Linked DNA regions of Anas platyrhynchos: region 2 is linked to region 1. Evidence: chromatin contacts called from public Hi-C data. All regions are on one chromosome and are shown on one strand. Each heading gives the region's core, a stretch centred on a gene start, on an enhancer-like site or on the middle of the called end of the contact. The rest is flanking DNA. Distances are from core to core; before and after follow the strand shown.

Region 1 (6,955 bases), core at 978-3,477:
GCTAAGCCTAATGCCGGTGCTGTCACACTGCCTGAGGCATGTCCAACCACTGGCGATTCCTTGTCACAAACCAGGTCCTTGGGATGTGTGGTTCAGCCAGCAGGTAATCTCCTGTATTCTCTGCTGATGCTCTGTAATGCCGCCTTTACAGCGCTGTCCTCAGCCCCCAGAATGTGCTGCTGGTGCACTCTCCTTTGACATTGCTCGATGTGCGAGGCAGAGAAGCAAAGCACAGAGCAGAGGAGAACAGAAATAGAAGTGAACAGAACAAAAATGTCTAGCTATCATCAGTCATGCAATAAGACATTACAGATCATATTTAGAAAGGACAGAACTCACAATAATGACAGGCCACAGCTCGTCAGAAACAATCACATCAAACCAGCAGATCTTAATAAAAGCTCAGCATGCTGGAGAGATGTGTTTATTACAATGGGATTTGAGCATTGTACATGCTCACCCATACAAGAGAGTATATCTACAGGGCAGGCCGCTGCCCAGAGCTGCAAGACATTCAATAATGCTCTGAGTGAATGTGATTTGGTCGGGACGGACGTTTGCTGGTTTGCCTAGGGCAGCAGAACCCACAGAGCTGGCCTTGAACACAGCGCAGTAGTCCCTCTCCGGTGACCTTCTAGGGAATAAAGAAAACACATTATGGATTAATAACCAGAGAAGAAGGCAGTTACTTCACTGAAGCAGGACAGCTCTGCCACTCTGCTGCAGGAAGTTGTAAATGTATTTTCACAAGGAAGCTGTGAAATGTGGAAGGGAAGACTAATGTAGCCACGTACAAAGACCAAAAAAAAGAGTGAGGATCCTAGCAAGTAGCAGCAGTCTGCTCGGGTGTCGTCCTGGCCTGATGTCAGATCCTGAGCCAAGATGTTTTGTGGTTAAAGAGGTTTCAAGAGGCTTCCAATTTCATTCTTATTTTGGCAGCTTGATTATTACTTCCCTGCACAGAACATTTTTCCCGTTGCATTTTGCACAAACACCAATTCTGGAATCGGTATTCGTGCTGTTTTAAGTGGGCCCAGCAATGGCATGATGAGTCAGGTTACAGAGCAGGGCTATGAATCTTTAATATTAGGTTCACTATTTATTTTCAGTTTCTTTTTTCTTTTAGAGTCTATTATTGGGCTCTTAGATTTATATTTTCAAGGAGGACAAATAATTTTGACAACTTAGATAATTGTACATGTTCCAAGTTCAGCACTGAATTCTCCAGATACCTAAAATCACAAAAAAATACCTTTTGGAAAAAAGAGAACAAAACAAGCTGCTTCTGTTGTGCTTTGTGAGCATTCATACAGCCGTAAATATTCTGAAGCATTTTCCTAATTAAAACTAAACTAATACTTCTGAATAGATGCTTTGCAAGAGTTTTTCCTTTTTTGTTTTTTGACAAGGTTTGATTACTCAATCCTATTTTGCAAAATGCACTGTGTACATCTCAGAAATTTTTGATTGAGTTCAACCAAAGCCTACTAACAGCTGGGGAGACAGCGTGGTTTCCTTGAAGACGCAGTGGGCTCAACTGGTAACAGAATCTGCAGTGAGAGCATCAACACTGCTACCAGCTTTTGGACCACGGGCACCCTCAGTAACTTAGAGCCAACGGAGAGAAATAGAGTCGTACATTCCCACGTTAAAATGGTAAAGACACAATGCTCTGAAGGAGTAAGGAAACACACACCCAGCCTGAGTGTGTGGGGTGAGCGCAAGGGGGAACAACCTTGAAACAGCAGCAGCTCAGGTAGTTGAAGCTTTAACTCACCTTTGAAGTCTCTGAAGCCCAGTTTTGGTGGCTGTTTAACTGTTCTGGAGGGATTGAGGTTGCAAATGTTGAGCCATAGGGATTTGCTTGAAAAACAGTCGCAGTAGCAGGAAAAAAAAATATCTGAGAGTAGTGGCACAGTGTTGTATCGGTATCATGGGTTCAGGTATTCACAGGGTCAGTTGACAGACGTGCTAATGCAGAGTGCAAGATTAATTGGCTTTGGTCAGCTTTTGCTTCACTATCTGAATATCATTATCAGGAATGTAAATGATTATGCTATGCAGCGAAATGCCACAATAGTCTCAGTGTTTCCTTTTATACTTGTCTCTTTTTAAACAGGGCTTTATCTAAATGCAAATGTGATTTCAGCCTTCTGATTAGGGCATTATACAGTCATCCATTCCAGAAAAGCACAATTAGTGGATTATTTTGTTTCTGACTCAACAGTTCTTGGTTTAGATAGTTTGTTTGTTGTACTATGCATGAAATTTAAGTTATCACAAGGAGATTTACAGTATTAGTCACAATTACAGCCAGATTTTGTGAGGTTGAGGTTTTTATTTTTCATGGCAGATAAAAATTTTAACATTTGTGGAGTCTTTTTTGGAACAAAAGCATTAATGCAGACTCTTACTATGCCTTATTGTCCTTTTTGTGCAAAGTGAGGGGCAAATTAACTATGCAAATTCCGTGATGTCGTGGGGTGTACAAGTACAGAATTCAGTCATACCTCTTCTCAGGATTTATTCAGTGTTGAATTGTGCTAAGATACCGTGGCACTGTATGAGAACCTAATGGTGGGTCACCTCGTAAGATTATTTCTGATTAAACAACTGTGTTAGTAAAATTGCCATCAGTTTTTCCATGTCCTGATTTCCAGTGAAGTGAGATAAGAAAGATCCAGTCCAGTTCCCCAAGGCGGTTGTCTCCCAGCTGTGATAACATGGCAATGCTTAGTTGATGCGGAGTTGGCTGAGACAGGAATGTGCAAAATCATAGTTGGTGGGACAGAGTACTTCAAAAGCAGTTAAAACTGTGTATGCCATCTGGAAGAGAAGAGCTGTATTGCACAGTAGAGCTAGGATGCTGGAGGCAGCTCTGAAAGGTTAAAAGGGGGAAAACAAGAAACCAGGGAAAGAGAAAGACCTGTCCAGATGACATTTCAATATGCCAGATCGTAAGAAGAATTTGATTTGATTTCTTGGAAGCTGGATGCACATATAGACAGGAAAAGAAAGAGTATTAGGTTCTAATAAAGTATCAAATGTATTACTGCTTTAGGGTTTTACACAGCTTTTCCAGCCAGTAGGCTCTGAAATCACGTTAGATGCTGTACGTGGAGCTCACAGTTGAGCATTATGGTACATAAAAAGTTCTAATTATCTTTCTACAGTTGCAGACTGAGGCACTGAATACACTGAAGTGTATTCTTGAAATTACAATGACAATGTTGCAAGATGGTGGTGGTCCTAAAGTGAGCAAAAGTTCCAAGAACGCCAAGAAAACGACTAATGTATAGGAGAACTTAATCCAGACTCAAAAATTAGCCAAATAGTGTTTGTTTTTTTTAATGTACACAATCAACAGTGGCTGTCACAACTTAGGTAACTGAGGTGACGATACAGAGAATGCATTTCAGCACTCTGAAACACAGCTCCCGGTACCCCGACAAGGTAGCAGTGGCTCGGTGCCACTGGTGAGGTGGGGGGGTCCCTGGGTGGTGCCGCGGCTGCAGGGAGCAGGTGGAGCCCCCTGGAATTACGGCGCCCTTCACAGCCTGCTCAGGGTGGTACAAACACGGGGATGCTGCGTGCTCAGAAAAATACGGGGTTTTGGTGGTAAACTCCCCCGTGAAGATAACTCATGTCCCAAAGGTTGTAAAATTTGTGACGCTGTGGATGTACGGCAGCATTCAGGATCGCTTTTTCTTTCAGTGTAGGGCCTTCCTGTAATGAAGGTTTGATAACTAGAACTGGTGAAAATGTCAAATTTCAAATCCATTACGAACTCCAGCATTTGGGGGAAAGCAGAAGCAATTTTTCTGAAATTTCATGTGTTGGTCACGTGATTTGAATTTAACAGTTCATCGTGTTCCTATGAAAAATACTGCAGTGGCAAAATCATAATTATCTAAAGTGAAACACGTTTTCCGTTCCATCGATCAGCTTAATCATTTCATATTTGTATGTTTATGAGACTTTGGTTTCCTGCTCTCTCCCGTAGATGAGTTTCTTTATGCTGAAGCAGGCTGTCCTCTGCATTCCCAACACATAAAGAGTCCGTGCTTTTGCGACAGGAAATCTATAGCACCACTTAGGTTTAATTAGAGCATGGTGACAGATAGGACTTCAAAGCCTAGAAACAACTCAACAAATTGGCCTTACTCCCAAAGCATGTTTTGAGGTGTGCCTTGAACTGGGATTCAGTGGGAATATGGGAAATACAGGGTTAGGAGCTGAAGGACAGTGGAACTGTCCCAGTTCTTACCAGGATCAAACCAAATGAACCTGTGTGTAAAGATAAGCTCGCGTTCAGGTTAACAAAACACTTTTTCTATTAAAGCCTGAATGTCAGTGCTACAGAACATCCACAACTGCTGCTGAAGGAAGGAGGAAAGGGAGAACAGTGGCTGGAGCCAAAGCTGTGCTGTATGAAGCTGGTCTAATCCTTTAATCTCTGCCACTCACTGTCCTGTAGGCAAGCAGGCCCGTCTCAGAGTGGGGTTCTGGTGTGTCCGCGAGACACGGGGAGACCCTCTGGGTACGGGAATAGAACAGATTCAGAGATGCACTGCACAAATGGCTGGCTGCAACACCTCTACATCCTGAAGCTCCAGTAACTCCGAGGTCTTGCTTGCCCTGTGCAATTTCACATGGCTAAAAAAACCTTAAGGCTGCCAAAGAAAGTCAGCGTGTATGCTGCTGGACTTCTTGACTTCTTGTTATGAAAGAGAAGTGAAGCTAGATTTTGGTCCAAAACATAAAATCCTGTTCTTCTCAGTTCTTCTGAAACAGAAACATCAACATCTCTAAATTGAATGGTGTTGTGACAGAATCCCTTAAAATCACAGTGTGTGTCAGGAACGTTGCTCAGTCTAAATATATTGTTCTCAGTTTTTTTGTCACCTGCAGTACGAAATGTAAGGGGAAGAATGAAGTGAGGGGATTCAGCATGATGCTTGTGCAGTAAATGTTTATTACAATATATGATGTGAATTAGTAACCCCAAAATAGTTTAAGTAAAAAGATAACAAACACCAGGTGAATTATTTCAATAATTCTATTTAAATAGTTGGGGGGAAAGAGCCAGGTGTTGGGTGAAACTAAATTTCCTGAACAGGAAAGCAAAGCAAAGGCATTTGCGTAATAAAGCAAGCTTTGTCCAAGGTGATTTTCCTGAAGTTTCATTTGCATTTTCACTGATAGCTGGTAGGGGAACACAGTGATACGGCTGAATTGAGTGCTAGCAAGAAACTGAAGGAGAATCTTCTTTGAAGGTCCGTTCATATTAGAAGGGTTCCAGATTTGTTAAGAAAACAACTTCAGAGAAGTGAAGGAAGGAAGTCAGTGCTGAGAGTGATACCGAGGGTGGAGTGAAAGGTGCATGCTGCAGGGTGCCCCCGGCTCTGAGTGCTGGCAGCCAGCCCCAGGACTGACCCCGTGCTGGCAGCTGGGGACGCGATTCTCAGGGATATGCACAGGCTGCGCTGTGTGCACTTTAACTTCTCTTTTTTCATAAGTACAAACTCTTTGCTAATAAGCTTGATATGATTATGTATCAAATCAGTGGCCTGAGGGTAAACTGATTAGGACTGAGTGTATCTATTGGCAGTGGAGCTGCAGGTCTGCACACACCAGCAGCTTACTCTCAAATTGCTTAGCTCCCGGAGCCTGCCTGCTTAAGCTCATTGCAAAAAGTTTAATTTGGGATGAAAAGCAAATGAGGACTTCAACACTTGGAAAGTAAATAAATCAGCTGGAATATTATAAAATGATGTAGGTGCCCAGTATGCCCAAGCAAAACTGAGGTCACAGACATGGAATCGTTCTACTTAATTTAACCTTGTAACTATAGGCGCTGTATCATAACGCTTCCTTCTGCATTTAGTGGGAGAAAGGTAGGGAGGGATTCAGTCTGTTTTTTCGGAGCTGTTTTTTTGGAGTTTATCTTTCTGCTGGTTGGAGGGGTAATACAGGGATCCCTTTACAAACCTTGGAGTGTAATCACCTCATTTTACTCAAATGCCAAAGGGAAATGAATTCAAACCAAATAACTGCATGGAACTGATGTCCAGCATAGGTTTCATTGCAAAGAGAAAGTGATATTTTAGAGAAAAGAATGGAAGAGAATGAGATGAACATTCCTAAGCCCAGGGGAGTTCTGATCTGTATTTTAAGCTGAACTTTTTAGGGCAGAGCCATAATTAGAAAATCTCGTGTGCTTGGAAAATGGGCTGGCAAGTGGGGTAGTCAGACTGAAACCATTTTGAGAAGCCAGCTCTTGGTCTCTATTTCTGAAGTTTTGTAAAATCTTTCTGCCTTATGTGTTTTGTTTTTGTTTTTCCTGGACAGTAGAAATCCTGTGGTGTGTGAGGATGAATGATTTTTGTTACACAAATACGAGAGAACAGAACTGGAATCAAGCAAGCAGAATGAAAGGATTGCAGTAGCGGTAGAGAGCCAACTTATTGTCCTCATGATGGAAGAATAGTTTTCTAATTGTTCATGAAACCTAATGGAAGCCGTATTTTGGCTGTAAATAATTCTCAGGAGGGACCATTGTGAAGTCTTACCTCATCTCTCTTACTTTACTAATAGAACATATCAAATATTCAAAAGCAGGCACACCCTAGGAACCTCAAAGTGCACTAAACCACTTGTCAGTTTTGGATACTAGAGAAAGATGGGACTGTCCAGAGGTTTTTCTGGCACATCACTGACCTGTTGGAAGCTAGTGCTGATTTATCCTTGGTACGTGTCAGTTGTGAGAGGAGAGGATAACAGGCAGAAGGTAAAGATTATGAGGACGGAATCCAAGAGCCAAATAATTCAGGTTTTCTTACCCAGAAGACATCATGATATTACACCCAACCATGGTGAGAGAGGGGCGTTTGAAAATTAACTCCAGTTAGCATCTGCTTCTGAGTTACCTGTAACCAAAAAAAAAAAAAAAAAA
Region 2 (7,230 bases), core at 1,429-3,928, 52 kb after region 1:
GATGTATCCACATGAGGACGTAGCAGTTTTGATTTCTGCTTTATGCGATTCAGATGTATCAACCTGAATTGTCGTTGTCACAGGGCCTGTGCCAGTGAGACTCAGAAAATTCCAAAGCACTTTGTACATTTGAATTGTTTGCTCTGACTTACTTGATTTGTTTGCAATAAAAGACACCTTTATGTTGAGACAAACAAGTTGGTGTAGTTTAAATGTACTTCTTTGTGCTATTGTCTTCAGCCTGAAAAAGGGGAGGTGGGTAAGTTCTTGGGTACCATTAGAGTGGGTTTGAGCTCCGACCAGCACTCCCTCCTTACACAAAGAGCCCGTCTCCGTGAATTACACAGACCACCAAAGACTAGTTACATATTTTTGTTACTGCCTGGAAAGAGTGAATCTGTCCCTAGTGAGATTGGCTTGTGAACTAAAGAGTATAAAATAACAATTAGAGCAATGTATTTTGCTGTGGTTTTTGACTTTGTCTCTGTCTGTGCCTTGCAGTTATGTCACAACTTATAGTTCTTTCTCTAAAATTACCAGGGTTTTATGATGATATTAAAAAGCTAAAGGTGAGATTTTCCTGTCATCCTTTGTCTCCAGGAGCTAGAATCTGATGAAGCTGACACTCAGAAGTCAACAATGTCATGTACATACAGTGTTTCACATGTACTTCAGGACAGCCTTAAACATAAGATGAAAAATACAGCATAATTGAAAGAATGTGGACAGTGATGGCAGAGAACAGGAAGTATCAGACAGCAGATACAGACAGTAAAGGACAGAGGAGGTTCATAGCAAGTATGGGGTCCTGATGGGCATCTAGTATATACTGTGAGTGTTATTTCATATTTCATTTAACAGATGTTCTCTGATACTACAGTTTTGGGGTGGGATGGAAGTAGAACAAGGCAATTTCACTTTCCATTAAGAAAGTTCTCAATAAGCCCAGGTCTCACTGAGTGCTGGAGTTCAAACGCCACAAAGGCAGGAAACAAAAGTTCTGCATTTTAAAAGTCCGATGTGTTCCTTGCTGTTTTGGGAGGTACATTACAGTGCAACCCATTTTTCACGCACATAACAAAATAGGTACATTTTCTTGCTAGGATCCTTTCTTTACATCTCATGTTTTTCTTCTGCGTAATCACTTACTTTTAAGTATTACCATAATACTTTACAAATGCTTGCCCATATTTCACTTTCATTCGGAGAGGGGGAAATTCCCATAAACCTCTGACAGGTCAGAGCAAGAGACCCAAGTGTTTGTGTATTGGTTCCGAAATTGCATGACTTCCCATTGATAAATTCTAAGTTGATGAAGCAAGTTTTACTTGGGGACTTTTTCATCTTAATTCCACCATTGCAGAAATCTCCCCCTAAAAGACAGGTTCTAAGGCAGTTAAGGGAAAGGATTAAAAATAAGAATAAAAATAGAGATCTGTTTCAACTCTGTGAATTTATTTAAACCGGCCCAATTGTAAGTTAACTTCAATTACAGCACTGGTTTGAAGCTGTGTATAATTGCTTTTTTTTAATAAATGGGGAATAAAGGGGGAAGATAAAGTGCAGATGTTAAGGTCAGTGGATAATTATTCTATTCCAACACAAGAACTGAAACTTCATTTAAGAAACCAGATACAAAATACATATTTTAAAATCCCAAATATGATCAAAAAGCCTGCTCTGCAGTTATTAAAGTGTTCATTACAGCCCCAAGTCAGTAACAGATTGAAGCACGTGCATTAGTTTAAGCACTTAAGTAATTCTGCTAGAAGCAGAGGAATTGTTCAGGGCTATAAGTTAGGGAGATGATTATGCATCTCACCGATTTCAGACCTAACTAGAAATTACAGATCAACACTTTCTGAAGCAATTAGCGGGCTGTTACATTAATGCCCACCTTAGGCAGCTTTAATGGTATTCAGTATTCAAAAAAGGGTGAATGCCATGGCACTGAAATGCAGACCTTTTTCTTCCTGCAGTCCTCTAGCCACTTTTGATTGTTGGCAGAGTTCCCCGGCTTCCCAAATCCACAGGTTGGTCCAGCTAAACTGAAAGTGCCAGTCCTCATGCCAGTTTGGTATGTCACTGGGCTTGCAGTACAGATACACCATTTGCTTCCCTATACCCCATAAATCTGTAGGGCTCTGCCATACGAATGCATTTCCTAAATGCAAAAGCAGTGATATGTGGATGGGATCCATTAGCACATTATTGTATAGCTGAAAGCTAACAGAAGTCCAAGCCTAGCATTAGGGTAAATGCTGGGATAACTTCAGTGCCTTCAGTTTAAGTGGCTGCCCAGCCTGACAGAGTTTTTGCCATGCTGTTCTGCATGCTGCAGGGGCGTGGGGCTCAGGAGGACAGCCAGGTGTGACTGATGAGCTACTGCCAAGCAGGATAACGAGGAACAGCTGAGCCCCATGGGGCAGAGCAGTGGAAGAAGATGGCTGGCACAGTGTTGAGGTGCAGGCTGTGCTGACAAACCCCAGTGCAAGGAAGGAGGAGTGACTTCAGGTAGGCAAAATGTGGTTTTTGCTTTGTTTTCAATCGTTGCATTGTTTTATAACTGTGTAGAGAGGTTCCCTTCTCTGAATGTGTGCTCAGGAGTGCAAAGGAGCTCCTCTGCTCCAGTAACCCTGCTGGGCAGCCAGGGCTGGGTGCAGGGTGAGGGCTGAACTCTTGCCTGTTGTGTGTGGGAACAGGCTGAGCTCTGAGCGTGAAGGTGGTGTGTCCAGCTCTCCTAGGTCCTGCTCCAGTCACTTCATCTGTAGCTCGATCTATTTATGCCCTGTGGGCAGTTATTTGGTGCCCTTTCTGAATAAGCCACCATGGCCTTGTTTGCGCCGAGATGTTTTATCTGCACTGCGAGGCGTTGAATAGCCAGGATCGAGCAGCAGCACTGCTAAAAGGCTCCCCTCTGGTGCTGAGGTTTCGAAGGCATTGGAAGGCTCCACTGCAGCTGTGTGGAGCCACAAGCGGTCTCTGTGCTCGAATTTGTCTTTGTTGAGGTGAGAGTGTGGGTTACGTCAGAAAAAAAAGAAGGGGAGGAAGCTTTTGTTGTCCTTCAGAGAAAACAGATTCTTGGATTTTTACTGCTTGCACATGAAAGATCTGGATAAAGTGGATGAAACGTGAAATTGTGCTCCTAAAACGTGCGGGCCTTCTCCCAGCAGGACAGGGCAATGCTGCCGTTATTTTTGGTGTAAAGCTGTTTGGCAGCAGCACAACGGCCCAGGGAGTAATTAACGCATTGCCGTGCCCAGCCCCGAGCAGGGCAGGTGTCCCTGGCACTGCCGCTTCCCCCAGCGAGCCAGGGCTGAGGCCGGGAGCTCCAGAGGGGGAAAAGGTCGGGGTGCACATGGACAGCAGGCAGCACCACTGCCGCCACAGCCTGCAGGGAGCCAGGGAGCCTGCCCAGCACTTCTTTCTTCCTGGTTGATGGGAGCGTAACCCCAACGGTGCAAACGCTGCTTCTGCTGCTTCCCGCCCCACACACAGCAGGGCTTTTGGGTCAATTCCTCCAGAAAGTGAAACTGAGGAGGGCACGGTCTGTGCGATGCTTTGCAGGCTCTCCTGTCTCAGCTCACAGGATAACTTATCGCAGCTCACCACGTAGTGCTCCTCTCTGTAGCCCTTGCCCTCATAGGCTCTAACACTGTTTTGTACTTTTCCCTGGCTGGGGTTTTGGAGGGTTACAGTAACACCAGGAAAGGAAGGTTTGTCAGTCCTGCTGCAGGGAGCGGTGTGCTCAGGGTGCCCACCTCCCGGCAGCCAGCACGTTACCCCATAGCCCACCGGGGATCACGCTGGGGAATGGGGTGTCCCAAAGCCGGGGTGTTTGTTGCTTAGCCGAGCTCACAAGGACAAGGGTCAGGGGGCTTCAGGTGGGACAGGGGCTGGGGGTGCCCCTTGGCTCCATGGCCAGCCTGCCTTGCTGGGGCAGGGCTCAGCGTTGGGCTCACGGGACAGCGCGGGGACCTCCAGGGCTCACCCAGCCCCGGCCCTGGCTGCCACCCACCTCCACAGGGCTTGGCAGGGCAGGAAGGTACAAGGCAACGGGGAGAAAAAGCTCAAACCACAATTCTGTAATGCTTGCTTTATCCAGAGCAAAGATTTATTCACTGAAGAGATTCCTACATACCCAGAATTTTATTAGCATAGAGTGCACTTTGTCTTTTTTTTTTTTTTTGCTGGTTGCATAAACTAATACAGAAACTGTTATTAATACTAACAATTTTTAATTAATTTAATAGCAATTCTGGAAGACACTCAGTTGATAGAAAATATAAAAAAAATTCTTTTACTGTACAAAGTTTACATCACATTTGAAAAGAAAACGTGTCCATTTTCACCATATTACAGACTCCATTTACATTCACTACTGACATGTGGCTATTGTAGCAGCATTGTACAGCCAGCTTCACATTTACAACTCTACAATGGTACAGGCTTACCGTGCTTCACGCCCTTACACCAGCACACGAGGAGACAGCACACGGGACAGTACAATGCGACCGAGACCGAATGACTGTCGCTTGGTTTGCAACATAGTAAGGGATAAGAGCTTGACTTCACAGCTGTACAACTCCACTGGTTTTGTTTGACTTCTGTGTGTATCACACCAGCTGATTAAAACAAATATTATCCCAGAGACAGTAATCGGTCCCTGCTCTCTGAAATAACTGGGTTCAGGAGGCTGGGTTTTGCTTTCAAGGGCAACATGGGAGTTGAACGCAAATCCAAGGAAGGGTTGAATTGGGATCTCAAATCTCAGGATTTAAAGACGTATTTTGAAACCCTTCCCTGGAGCAGCAGGACAGGATTCCCACCACCAGGCACTGCTCGGCCGGTGTGCGGGGATAAGCCTCCCGTTGGTGTTCTGCACGCCTCAAAACGCAGCATGAAGGGACGTGAGGTTTTAGGCAAGTGGCCATCCTGAAAGCAGGGGACCAGAGCTGCTCTTGAACTACACCTGCAGGCAGTCATAGGAGAAACAAATTTTCTGTGTTTTTCAATACTATTGTTTTGTTTTAAGCTGTCCGTCCAGCCAGTCACCTTATTAAGAGCGATAAGAATACATTGCTTGCTCAGCATTGTGCTTGCACGTGGCCGCAGCAGCGTTACCACCGCTGAGCAGGCGAGGACAGGCTGAGGAAAGGCTGAGGGTTTGGGAGCTGGGCTGCTGCAACCAAGGGAGGGCTTCGGCCTGGGGGTCTGCCTCTCAGCATCACTACGCCACGCGCTCCTCCCCACTTTTGGGGGTATGGTGCTGTTGTTGCTTCAGCAGCAGTTGCTGGGAAAACAACCTCTGTTTAAGCCTGTGACACAGTGTTATTGTGAGAGAGCAAACAGCAAATCCTGACGAGAAGCAGGTGGTGTGGGTTAGATGCACAGGGTGCATGGAGGGGGGTTACTTGCTTTACAAAGTGGGAGGGAGGAAGGAGGTCGAGTACCACAATGCCACACCTGGCTACCACCAAATTTTGTTTTAATTTGAGACACATCTTAAAAGTCAGTCACTGTAGCACAATATTTCTAAGAGAATATAACTGGGTTACGCATGTAGCAGGAGTGAAGCTCTCTGCTCAACGGGACTTAGAAGTCTTTTGCCACTTAATTTTCTATGAAAGTTAGCCATCTGTGAAGTAGCCAAATTGAGGGCCTGCCCCTTTGCATGCTTTATGGAGGACTCCAGAGCTCTTCTCCCTGCGATCCTCATTTCCAATCCTTGTAATGACGGTGAACAGTATAGAGGAGGTGTGTAATGTACTAGTGTTAAGTGGGGTAATGCATTGGTCTCCTTAAATGCAGTAATAATGTGTCCTTCATAAGCTGCATATTACACAATGGAGCATGTGTTTTGTTTTATGTCTTAAAATTAACTTTTGAAACAAGTCTGAGCTGTTGCATTGTAAGGTTTTTGTTGTGCTTAGCTTTTCCCAAAACTACTGTTGAGTCCTAAATGCCTTAAAACCAACAGCTCGCAAACTTATGTGTCCGCCTCTAGGAGCCAGTTAGAGAGGGCACAGGGGAGAGAAATGGATAGCTTTTATTCTTGTCTTTCTTGCCTCTCCCTGGAGCTCTGGAAAATATCACTTGTTCTGCAGATGGGGTGGTGATTGGGCCAGTAAGCATCTAGTCTGGCTGAGCAGCGTTATGTTTCCAACAACACTGTTAGGTCAGGGGACTAGAATTTGCTGTGCCTGAAACTGTGGAAGAGGAATTTGGCAGCTGGGAGCTTGCCTTCCCCGTGTGCATGGAGCTAAACCCGATCTTGGCAGCATGTCAGCACCCTGCTCTGGGGGGCGATAACAAACTCCCCTATAAGAAGTAGATTTGTATTAGTGTAACTTAAACCAAGGTAACCCAGAGCTTGGACCAACCCTGCTGAAACAAATCACGGAGTAATCACAAACTGAATAATCAGTTTGGCAAAATCATAATGCGATGGATCAGTTTTGCCTTAGTGAAAGGAAAACATAATTTTAAATTATGTTTTAATTTTATGAGCTGCATAGCTGTTCTGAAAGAAGCCACTTCCACCCGTCTTAGGGAGAACAAATGCTTTGAAGGCAGAAGACAGCTCTTATTTACACTGCAGACGCAAGAAGGAACTAGAAATAGGTTGGTTTCTTTTCAGTGCTATTTGAATGGCTGTAGTTAAGCTTGATTCACCGTTTATTATGTTTTAAAAAATATAGTTCACACAAAAGTATCATGTAAACATTCTTTAAATAACTGCTGGTGCTCAGGCGGAATTCAGACTTTTCAAACAACACAGGCCTGTGAACTGATGGTCGTGCGGCTTTCAGCTGTGGCTGCACCAGTTTCGTAGCTTAGAAGATTCAGTGAAGGTTTCTGATGCTTTGTGTAAGTAGGTAGACAACATTATCACAAGACAATTAAACGCCATGCTATATCTTTTGATTACTTGGTTCCAGGATTCCCAAGCCAAATCTTTCAAAACGCAGGACAACCTTGCTACTGTTAATGCTGAAAAGAGGGAGGAGGTAAAGGGAAAGAGTTGTTTATTTTTGTTTCGTTGTTGGTTTTCCCCCTGTAAAGCTACAGTCATATAAACAGAAATTTAAATGGGTTGGATTCTGGTCTCATACAACTTCAGATCATCCAGCAAAGAGTTTTAAGAACTTAAGCAGCAAACATGTGAACTTTCTTATGCTAACCTCATTAGTGAAAAAATACAACTCAAATGGGAGAAGTAGGAGATTT

Evidence for each region. Hi-C and Micro-C count contacts between places; a contact is called where the count stands out from the background.
Region 2: a contact with region 1 is called in a Hi-C map of skeletal muscle, with 2.0 times the contacts expected there. The contact joins two enhancer-like sites. A contact is called at or near these places in 2 of 8 Hi-C or Micro-C datasets (liver and skeletal muscle).

The regions. Positions count from the first base shown.
Region 1 is chr20:958,269-965,223 of IASCAAS_PekinDuck_T2T, forward strand. All of the region lies in intron 2 of LYRM9 (LYR motif containing 9), which reads left to right. Among named protein-coding and RNA genes, the nearest start is that of LYRM9, 24 kb to the left of the region's middle. Within about 2 kb of position 2,228, at least 2 of the 8 cell types and tissues checked have an H3K27ac peak or open chromatin away from gene starts, as enhancers often do.
Region 2 is chr20:1,009,578-1,016,807 of IASCAAS_PekinDuck_T2T, forward strand. KSR1 (kinase suppressor of ras 1) reads right to left here. Exons shown (of 19, transcript XM_027472475.3): 19 at 4,082-6,993. The coding sequence ends at 6,915. It also overlaps a transcript of NOS2 not described here. Among named protein-coding and RNA genes, the nearest start is that of NOS2, 22 kb to the left of the region's middle. Within about 2 kb of position 2,679, at least 2 of the 8 cell types and tissues checked have an H3K27ac peak or open chromatin away from gene starts, as enhancers often do.